Regions from separate parts of the Xenopus tropicalis genome. Here region 1 is linked to region 2. A link is a contact called in public Hi-C data. All regions are on one chromosome and are shown on one strand. The core of a region is the stretch at or near the end of the contact, and the rest is flanking DNA. Distances in the headings are between cores, read along the strand shown. Region 1 has its middle 19 kb from the start of znf883l. Region 2 holds the start of cyp2c8.1 (cytochrome P450 2C20).

Region 1 (5,671 bases), core at 1,242-3,741, 50 kb before region 2:
TCTCTCCATACAGGGGCACCAGCCCGGGGTACAAGGTAAGCGATCTAAGTCACTTGGGGGTGCCTAACATTTTGGCACCCCCAAGTGACTTAGCCTTTCCTTCTCCTTTAAAGCAATAAAGAATGAGAAGATGGGCCTAATAGAGGGCTTAAATGGGGAGCAAACAGAGAAGGTATGGAGTGAATTTTAAAAAGTAAAGTTGCAAGGAAAACAAAAAGAAATAGTGCGGTTGAGGTTACAAGCAGCACTGGCAACAAGGGTTTTTTCAGAGAAAAAGAGGTTTAAGTGAAACAGAAATTTGTCCAAGAGGTGAGCAGAAAGGAATAGAAACTTTTAACATGTGTTCTGGGAATGTAAGTTTGTGAATAAGATTTGGAAAAAAATGTGAGGGAATCCTTAAGGATATTGGGGGGATCCAAGCGTTGCCGTGTGGGATAGCACTGTGTGGGGCTGCAGCTTTAAATAAATAGCAAACTGAACTATTATGGATAATCCCAACCTGCATTAAACAAGTGTTATGGGAATAAAGAAATTTGAAGTTATATAACAAGGAAGAGCTACCACTAAGGAAAGTAATAGATATGATTGTGGCAAAGCTGTATTTTTTTTTTTTTATTGTGGGAAATAAAGAAAAAGGGAGAGGTGGATGTGGAGGGGATCTGGAAAACACAGAAATGGAAGAAGTTCTTGGAGTTTAAAAGGAGGGGAGCATATCATCATAAGGCTGAAAGCATTGTTATAGGCTTGTACAATTTGGGGGAATCATTTTCTATGTATTTTGAAAGGATGATTAATCAGTTGGAAATCCTGTGAGTTTTTTCTTCTGTAAGCAATAGGATTTTTTTTGTATTAAAAGAAACTTCTATCATTGTGCCCTCTACTATTGGAAAATGCGCCCCCTCCCCTCATTGGTTCCACCCTAGGCACCAGCCGTTTCTAGGACTGATAGCAGCCTAGAAACCCGGAGCTCCTATCAGTTCAGCTGCATCAATCAAAAGCCGCATGGGGGTGGGCTATCATATGCCCATTGTCTGAGGCCGGCACGGACAGATAACGCTCAAAAGATAAGGCACAGGTAGATATAAACATTACATTTTAGAGCAGCACTAAAGACTATCTTATCCAAGTGCAAAATCAGCTGGCTGAGATAATACTATGAAATGAGTGGAACGGCTGTCTGATGTCTCACTAATTAAAGTTAACTATACAGAATTGATTTGCTCTTTAAAAACAAACAACAGATTTAAGCGCAGGATTCTGCTGGAGCGCTATTAGCTGTTGCATGCGAAAACGGCATATTTACCCTTTAACAACTCGAAACAGTGCAATATAACCATTGTTATGCTGCTTTCCGGACAAAAGGTGGCGCTTTGGGAAAGACCAATATAAGATCCGTTATGTTCTATAGTTCCACCAACAGGGGGCTCTGTGTGTGAGAGAGGCTGCTGCGCCTTGTGTTCCAACTGCGGCCTACCTGCAGGTGGCTGTGCATTAGACTGCTGTTACTGTCGCTATGCTGCTTTCTAACCAACAGGGGGCTCTCTAATACAGGCATTACTGTGCTGCTTTCTAACCAACAGGTGGCTCACTTTGATACAACGTGGTCACTCTAATACAGGCATTGCTATGCTGCTCTAAACCAACAGATGGCTCTCTCCGATACACCATGGTCACTCTAATGCTGGCATTGCTATGCTGCTCAAAACCAACAGATGGCTCTCCCCGATACACGGTAGTCACTCTATAATACAGGTATTGCTATGCTGCTTTAAACCAACAGATGGCTCTCTCTGATACACGGTAGTCACTCTATAATACAGGTATTGCTATGCTGCTCAAAACCAACAGATGGCTCTCCCCGATACACGGTAGTCACTCTATAATACAGGTATTGCTATGCTGCTTTAAACCAACAGATGGCTCTCTCTGATACACGGTAGTCACTCTATAATACAGGTATTGCTATGCTGCTTTAAACCAACAGATGGCTCTCTCCGATACACTGTAGTCAATCTATAATACAGACACTGCTATGCTGCTTTAAACCAACAGATGGCTCTCTCCGATACACGGTGGTTACTCGAATACAGGCATTGCTATGCTGCTCATTACCAACAGGTGGGGCTCTTTCCGATACACCGTCGTCACTCCAATACAGACATTGCTATGCTGCTCAAAACCAACAGGTGGCTCTCTCCGATACACAGTGGTTATTCTAATTGCTATTCTGCTTATTACCAACAGATGGCTTTAGATGCAAGACCGCAGTCACTAATAAAAGGGTGAATTTCAACCAACAGGGGCCGCTGTGTGAAGACGATGAGAATTGTTACTGAGGCAATGTTACTATCACTCCAATAGAGGGCTCTGTAAACTGGACAAGAGAGATACATAACTGCAACTGATACGTTATCTACTGCTTTGTTTATTGTTCTCATCCTGCCCCAGTGCCCCATGCAGTTCTACTGATAATCACCAGCATGTAATTGGATTAGCCGGAGTGGAATCTGTGGGGGTGGGAGAGCGTTAGATCTGTGGGATTAAGAGATAAGAACAAAGGCGTCCAAGCACCGTGTCCATTGCCGCTGGAATATTTATTACACACGGGCACTAGACGTTTCCAGGCCGAGCCTGTGGCGCTGACTGACTGACTGGGAGAGGAAGCGCCGCCCCCTTGAGCCCGGCTGTGGGAGGGGGGGGCTGGAGGCTACGGACGGCTCTCGGGTAACTTGTGTTGGGATCCCTTCCATTTCCGCACATGTGATTGGGCTTCAGTACGTCATTAATGCTGCTCTCTGACACCAGGTGGCGCAATGTAATAACTTAGTTATATCGCTTTCATGAAGTCCTGCGTGATTAGTAGGTAGCTGCGTATTCTGAGGCATTGCTAAAGTCACTGTGTAACCAACAGGTCTCCCTGTATAATAAAGGCGCTTAATTGCTAACTTCTGGCAATGTTATGTACTGAATAACGTATATATATATATACACACACACATATACACACACACACACACATATACACAAAACACTGTTGTTTGTATAAGCCCACAAAACCCTATCTTTTACTTGGTCAGGCTTGTAGTGTCTGTTCTTTAGACAAAGGGACATATTTATTGTAGTATGTTAGCCAACAGCACAGCTCATAACATAGTTAAGTTGGGTTGAAAAAAAAAAAAAAGTCCATCAATTTCAACCCTTCCGAGTGAATCCACCACCCACACAAATCCATACTGACCTATCTATCCACTCACATACAGACCCACACTGACCTATCTATCCACTCACATACAGACCCATACTGACCTATCTATCCACTCACATACAGACCCACATTGACCTATCCACTCACATACAGACCCATACTGACCTATCTATCCACTCACATACAGACCCATACTGACCTATCTATCCACTCACATACAGACCCACACTGACCTATCTATCCACTCACATACAGACCCATACTGACCTATCTATCCACTCACACACAGACCCACACTGACCTATCTATCCACTCACATACAGACCCACACTGACCTATCTATCCACTCACATACAGACCCATACTGACCTATCTGTATACTCACATACAGACCCACACTGACCTATCTATCCACTCACATACAGACCCATACTGACCTATCTATCCACTCACATACAGACCCACACTGACCTATCTATCCACTCACATACAGACCCACACTGACCTATCTATCCACTCACATACAGACCCACACTGACCTATCTATCCACTCACATACAGACCCACACTGACCTATCTATCCACTCACATACAGACCCACACTGACCTATCTATCCACTCACATACAGACCCACACTGACCTATCTATCCACTCACATACAGACCCACACTGACCTATCTATCCACTCACATACAGACCCATACTGACCTATCTATCCACTCACATACAGACCCATACTGACCTATCTATCCACTCACATACAGACCCATACTGACCTATCTATCCACTCACATACAGACCCGTACTGACCTATCTATCCACTCACATACAGACCCGTACTGACCTATCTATCCACTCACATACAGACCCGTACTGACCTATCTATCCACTCACATACAGACCCGTACTGACCTATCTATCCACTCACATACAGACCCGTACTGACCTATCTATCCACTCACATACAGACCCGTACTGACCTATCTATCCACTCACATACAGACCCGTACTGACCTATCTATCCACTCACATACAGACCCACACTGACCTATCTATCCACTCACATACAGACCCACACTGACCTATCTATCCACTCACATACAGACCCACACTGACCTATCTATCCACTCACATACAGACCCACACTGACCTATCTATCCACTCACATACAGACCCACACTGACCTATCTATCCACTCACATACAGACCCACACTGACCTATCTATCCACTCACATACAGACCCACACTGACCTATCTATCCACTCACATACAGACCCACACTGACCTACCTATCCCCTCACATACAGACCCACACTGACCTATCTATACACTCACATACAGACCCACACTGACCTATCTATCCACTCACATACAGACCCACACTGACCTATCCATCCACTCACATACAGACCCATACTGACCTATCTATACACTCACATACAGACCCATACTGACCTATCTATCCACTCACATACAGACCCACACTGACCTATCTATCCACTCACATACAGACCCACACTGACCTATCTATCCACTCACATACAGACCCATACTGACCTATCTATCCACTCACATACAGACCCATCTATACACTCACATACATTAACCATATATACCAACATCAATACTAACTGTAGATATTATGCTTGTTCAAGAACTCATCAAAAACCACCTACACTGCTTCAAATATTCCATTTTTATAATCTAAAGAGGTGGCCTTTGGTGCGCTGATCCGTTTTATGGGAAAAAAAAGAACATCCCATGAGCCTATCAGTAACTGTCCCTTAAAAAGGGAAAATTCTATCGTACTTACTGTGATTTTCCTTTCCTGGGAGTACTCCATATCAGCACTATCTGGGATATCCCCGCCCCCATGCCCCATCAGAGGGATCTTGCATAAGGGATGGGAACGTACTGATATGGAGTACTCCCAGGAAAGGAAAATCACAGTAAGTATGATAGAATTTTTTCTTTTCCCTGGTCGTACTCCATATGAGCACTATCTGGGACATAGCAAGCTAATACCCAATTGGGAGGGAAACTAGGCTCTGGCAGACTTCTGGATGGTACTGCAATAACTTTGTTGAACTTCATAGTAACCTATCCATTGTCATGCTAACGACTTCAGGAGAAGAATCTAGCAATGTATTGAAGACTTCTAATAGGATTGGCTGATCTCAAATCCAAACCAGGAGAACCCCAAAACATTCACCCATAGCATGTAATTGGAAGCCAGGTGAAACTTTATATATTCTCAAGCCCTGTAGAAATTATACAATATGCCTAAACAGCTGTAATCCCGCAGCCAATTCAATGCAAGGGTTAGACCCTCCGAACTGAACAGAAGTGACAATGATAGCTTAGCAAGGTAATGCATAAAGTTTATTTAACGGCTGCTTGCTGGGTAACAAGCACCTAACCCCTGTCCAGCTGTGAAGCTATTCTCAAGGCAGAGGAGATACCC
Region 2 (5,739 bases), core at 73-2,572:
TGGGATCCCTTATCTGGAATTACGGAAAGGCCATCTCCCATAGACTCCATTATAAGCAAATAATTCTAATTTTTAAAAATGATTTCCTTTCCCTGTAATAATAAAACAGTACCTTGTACTTTGTCCCAACTAAGATATAATTACCCCTTATTGGGGCAGAACAGCCCTATTGGGTTTATTTAATGGTTAAATGATTCCCTTTTCTCTGTAATAATAAAAGAGTACCTGTACTTGATCCCAACTAAGATATAATTACCCCTTATTGGGGCAGAACAGCCCTATTGGGTTTATTTCATGGTTAAATGATTCCCTTTTCTCTGTAATAATAAAACAGTACCTGTACTTGATCCCAACTAAGATATAATTACCCCTTATTGGGGGCAGAACAGCCCTATTGGGTTTATTTAATGGTTAAACGATTCCCTTTTCTCTGTAATAATAAAACAGTACCTGTACTTGATCCCAACTAAGATATAATTACCCCTTATTGGGGCAGAACAGCCCTATTGGGTTTATTTCATGGTTAAATGATTCCCTTTTCTCTGTAATAATAAAACAGTACCTGTACTTGATCCCAACTAAGATATAATTACCCCTTATTGGGGGCAGAACAGCCCTATTGGGTTTATTTAATGGTTAAACGATTCCCTTTTCTCTGTAATAATAAAACAGTACCTGTACTTGATCCCAACTAAGATATAATTACCCCTTATTGGGGCAGAACAGCCCTATTGGGTTTATTCAATATTTAAATGATTTTTAGCAGACTTATGGAGATCCAAATTACAGAAAGATCCCTTATGGAGGAAAATCCCAGGTCCCGAGCATTCTGAATAACAGGTCCCATACCTGTACCAGGGATACACGGGTTAGACAACCTGTAATGTGCTCCATGTCAGTATAACCCTATAGCTACTGCCTCAGCATTGTACCTTGCGATACGATTCGTACAGCACAGCCTTCCCCTGGAGAATATTACCCAACAGGGGCAACGGGAATGGTCCTGGGGGCAAATCAAGCCGTTTCTTGTATCTCCTCCAAAACAGCAGTAGAAGTGATAAGAGGATTAGCAGAAGTGTAAGAACATCCATGTCTGAAGAGAAGCAGCAGCAAAGCGATACGGAGATAAGATGCTGAGCCCTGGGCGTGTCTGTAGCGGCCTCAGAGATCGCTTCAGTAGGAGACTCGCATTGTGTGGGCGTGTCTAGGCGGGGAGGGGGCGTGGCGTCACGGTCGGACGGAGCCGCGGAGATGCAGCACACCTGTACCTGAAGCGGCTGATGCATATGCTCGTTTCTCTTGCGTCAGGAATGGATAGACGCTGCGCCTGTTTCATGGTGTTAATTCCACAGCATGTGCCATGAGGGCAATAGCGACTGAAGCAGTAAGTTTGGGGACTTTCCGTGGAGTTACCGATTCCGTTTTATGGTACGAACACCGCGCAAGGGTTGTGTCCCAGGCTCGACCGAACAGGCAGCTCCTAATTGTAAGTAGCAATGGGCTGATTGCCTTTTATACATTTTTGATACAAAAAAAACACGCGTTCGTTATTTCATAAAGAAACATTGTTTTTGCAACATTTATGCTACAATGATAACGAAGTCATGCAATGTATATCAGTATGTATGTGAGGTCCGGACTGCGACTCGTAAGGACCCCACTAGTTTAGTTACATAGAGGCCCAACCAGCCCCTATAAGGACATTGCCAGTGTGGCCCTACTTATATATTATTTCAGTGTAACCATATATTGTTGGTTCTTTGTTTAAAAATTATACTTTGTGCATTTTTTTTATTTCATTGCTGTGGGTCTGTTCTATGGAAGCTGCAAGTTGTTGTGGCGCTAATATGATAACTTGTGTGTGCATGGTTAGGTAACATATTGATTGCTGTATATGGGGCCGATGTATTTGTACCGGTTAGGATATTTTAAATGAGAAAAGAGACGTTTAAATAAACACCCTCCTTATGCTGCCTAAAAAGCAAAGTCTCTTTAGTTGGCATCACCTTGTGTTAATTAATTTCCATTTACAAGGGATTGCCGACATGCAGCTTTGGTTAGTACTGGCCGCCAATAGGGTCAAATGTTGTCAACCTGTCTAGACAAGTATGGCCATATCCAGCCACATTTTCATGTTACAGAAAAGTTCTGTGCTCTTTTTCCACTAAAGCACAGAAATTTCCTGCTTAATTGGATAATTTGTGCTTTGTATTGTGATTTCAGTAATTGCATCCAATCAGCATTTCCAATAAGCCAACTCTGGTGAGACTATGCAAGCTGAAGTGTTACTGATTACTATAGGTCTCAGTGACTGGGACAGGGCTTTGTAGTGGGAGCTGAGAAGTCCAGATTGAACTGGGGAACTGCTGTGAAATTCACTGGCACAATTATTAAGAAGTGAACTGACTGAATCTTCAAATTCAGTTGTAATATTTCATTGGTTGGAGGGGGTGGGGAGTTTGTATTATCATTTGTTTGCATGGACCTGTTAGGAAAGATGCTTAATCAAAACTTTAACGTTTGTATTGTATATCTAGTGAACACACTTGTTGAATTGTGCTGCAGTTGTTTTTGGGGGAGCCAAGGCTGAATGTGGATTGAATAAATGTTAATTAACCAGGCAGGAGATGGACTCAATATACATTCAGGAGAAACAACATAACATCTAGTATCAAAGGTGCCTCATGTTGATTAAATGATACATTGCAATTAGTGTAATGTGTAACAATTGATATATACTTGCAGAATCCTGTTGTTGAACTGCAACACACATTCCAAAAGCAGAAGCATAAAATACCCTATAGATCCTCAGTATTTTCTTATCTCTTTTTGGCTTGTACTTGTTAATAACATTTCAAAACACTGTTAAGCAATGCAATTCTGTGTGTTTTACCATCAACCAAAAATGCAAATGTATTTCATCCCTTTTAATATCAGCAACACCTGAAATCAAAATGCTGCAGGGCTCATTTTGTACAGGGGTTTGTAGGTAGGTAATTTTTCGTTGTATTTGGAGTACAACTGTCTGTGCATGGAGTGTTACATACTGGAAGGGTCAGATATTTTCTGCTGGAATTATAAGGCTCCCTTGTGCTTGTCAGTGCAAATGCAAGTTGCGGTCTCTAAAAGAAGCAGCACTAAGTAGTTTTCCAGCACTTGCTCACAGAGCCTTGTCTGATCAGCCTGTCAGTTGAACAATAGGCAGCTTATCAAGATACGAGCTCTCACTGACACCTCTTTGCTGCCTGGACTGAGAGGGTCTCCTTGTCTTTCTGCTGATGCCAGAGTTTTGCTGAACACATTTGGACTTTATGAATTGGCTTATACAGTAAGGTAAGTTGCTATGGGCCATTAAAACACTGTTTTGAATGTATGTGTTAATAACATGTAGTATGGGCTATACTGTCAATTTAACTTTCTCTGCCAAAAACTCATCATCTGCAATCAGCAGCATATTTCCTGGGTAGTTTCATCTTGCATCACAGGTGCCTCATGTGGATTTAATTATATATTGTAATGAGTGCAATGTGTAACAATTGATATATATTTGCAGATTATTAGTCAGGCCACGCAGCCTGTAGCTTTCCAACTGTTGTAGAACTGCAACTCACACCCCCAACAGCAGAGGGCTAGGATTCTGGTTACTAGTTCAATAAAATACTTTATACATCCTTGTTGAATGTAATTTGCCTTAGAACAGTAAAGGATACATAGATAAATTCTAACAAATGTAGACATTTCTGTCCGTCAGTTTTTCCAGGCAACATTGATAGAAATTTGTTGCCACTCTGTGAAGAGGAAAATCCTGCAGACAGGGATTCAAGCCTTGTTTTTCTTCATACAAACAATTTTATGTACAAGGGGTTTTATTGTGCTTATGGAGAAGTGTGTAAAGTACATTTATTGCATATCTTATCCTGAATGCTTGGGATCTAGGATTTATGTACTTTAGATCAGTACCATACCTTGGAACTGTAGCAATGTCAGTTTTACACCAGTGTGAGCTGTCCCCATTACCAATCTACTACATTGAACCTGAGGCATTGTTTAGGAGAATAGACACAGAGCTTAATCCTAACTAGGAGACAATTACATTAGGAGACTGGGACCAGATACCTAGCCGGTGGCACAGACAATGTTCTATTCTCATTTGCATAATGCGTTCTAATCTATTTAACAGTTTAAAATAGTCTGGCATAAGGACAATTATAGTCTAAGTCTAGCAAAAACAATTAGGGTGACATTTGGAATGTCTTCTTTTATTCTTCCCTGGGTACCCATGGAACTATAGCATGGTATTGCTAATACATAAGTACAGTTCCCCTCTCAAAATACTGTACAGAATGACATTGATTACAAATTGCCTGTAAAGTAGCTGACTTGAATAACCCTATAATAGAAAAGTCATTTGAGATGTTCTCAATAAAAATTGAGGCAGACACTAAGAAACTTGCTGACCAAATTGCCTCACAAAATACCCTAATCTCAGAATTGGATGTGAGAGTTTCCTTATTCAGCCTATGTCACAGTGGCTTCCCAAAGCCCTTGGTAGCTAGAATGACATCCCCTGAAATAAAATTGAGCGGGCACACAGAACTGGTCAATTTACTGAACATAATAAGCAAATATAGTTTTAGTACATTTCTTGGACTGTGCTGATAAACTCAAAATCCTCTTGACTAAGTGCAAACATCTGGACTTTTCATAGGCCAATACTAAATTCCTAATTTTCCAAGACTCTTCTGTGGCGAAGACAAAACTTCTGCAAGCCCTGCTAGTTTTGTAAAAAACTGAATTTATGGAAATATATGGCTTAGTATCTACTAAACTACAAAACCTTCTTGGTATAGAAAAAAATCTCAGCCTTTTATGAAACATCTCAGAATCTTTCTACCTGCTGATCTGAACAGACTATACTATATGAATTTTCCTTTCATGAATAAAAAGATTATAAAATTTTGCAAGAGATGTAAAGATGTACCTCTAAACTTAAAAGGTAGTTAATTTTCTACAAAATACTTGCTTTTTCTAAAATGTAATTATCCTATGATAAAACTGACTTTGCATTTGCAAGATCAAATTATTGGATTCTGGTGTCACAAAATTCACATGGAATGACAAGTCTCCTAATATTTACTTTATCGAAACCCAAAACAAGTCCAAAAACTAGGCGTTGTCTGGCAGACCCTGATTATAGATCATTCATTTGTCAGCCCTAACTCCGATATATTATTGGATGGTTCTCTGTATCCAGCAAATACACCGATCCATTATTGACGAGAATACTAAAATAATGTACTAGAAGAACTGCACCATCCATGGAAAATCTAAATATTAAACAGTTTGATAAATTGATACTCACTCAAACTTACGTAAAACATTTCTGCCCTACTACTTTAGTAAAGCTTTAGTTCTCCTTTAATATACTGTGGGCAAAAGATTTAGATCCTAAACCGTAAGCACAGTTAATGGGCATATACCTACAGGATTGGCATTTAGTTAGCAGTCAGAAGTATCAATGTTAAGTTTTATGTGTAGAGACCCACTGCTCAGACTGTGGAGCTAACATTTTTTTTCTTGTGTTTGTGTGGAATGAAGAAATATTTATTCTTTTAAAAAAAATGTATGTAAATTTTTTTTAAAAAAAAGCTTTAGTCTAGAGCAATGCTGTCCAACTGGTGGCTGTAAATCTACTTTTTGTGGCCCACAACGGTTAGTAGAAAAAGCAATCTTATTACC

The links. Hi-C and Micro-C count contacts between places; a contact is called where the count stands out from the background.
Region 1: a Hi-C map of gastrula embryo shows a contact between it and region 2, with 2.4 times the contacts expected there. The contact joins the enhancer-like site here to the promoter of cyp2c8.1 in region 2. A contact is called at or near these places in 5 of 5 Hi-C or Micro-C datasets (brain, gastrula embryo, liver and 2 more).

The regions. Positions count from the first base shown.
Region 1 is chr8:118,572,666-118,578,336 of UCB_Xtro_10.0, reverse strand. No RefSeq gene overlaps it. Among named protein-coding and RNA genes, the nearest start is that of znf883l, 19 kb to the left of the region's middle. Within about 2 kb of position 2,491, at least 4 of the 11 cell types and tissues checked have an H3K27ac peak or open chromatin away from gene starts, as enhancers often do. A contact at or near this core is called in gastrula embryo, where this site is marked.
Region 2 is chr8:118,521,839-118,527,577 of UCB_Xtro_10.0, reverse strand. It overlaps cyp2c8.1 (cytochrome P450 2C20), which reads right to left and starts at 1,322. Exons shown (of 9, transcript XM_002937205.4): 1 at 933-1,322. The coding sequence starts at 1,286.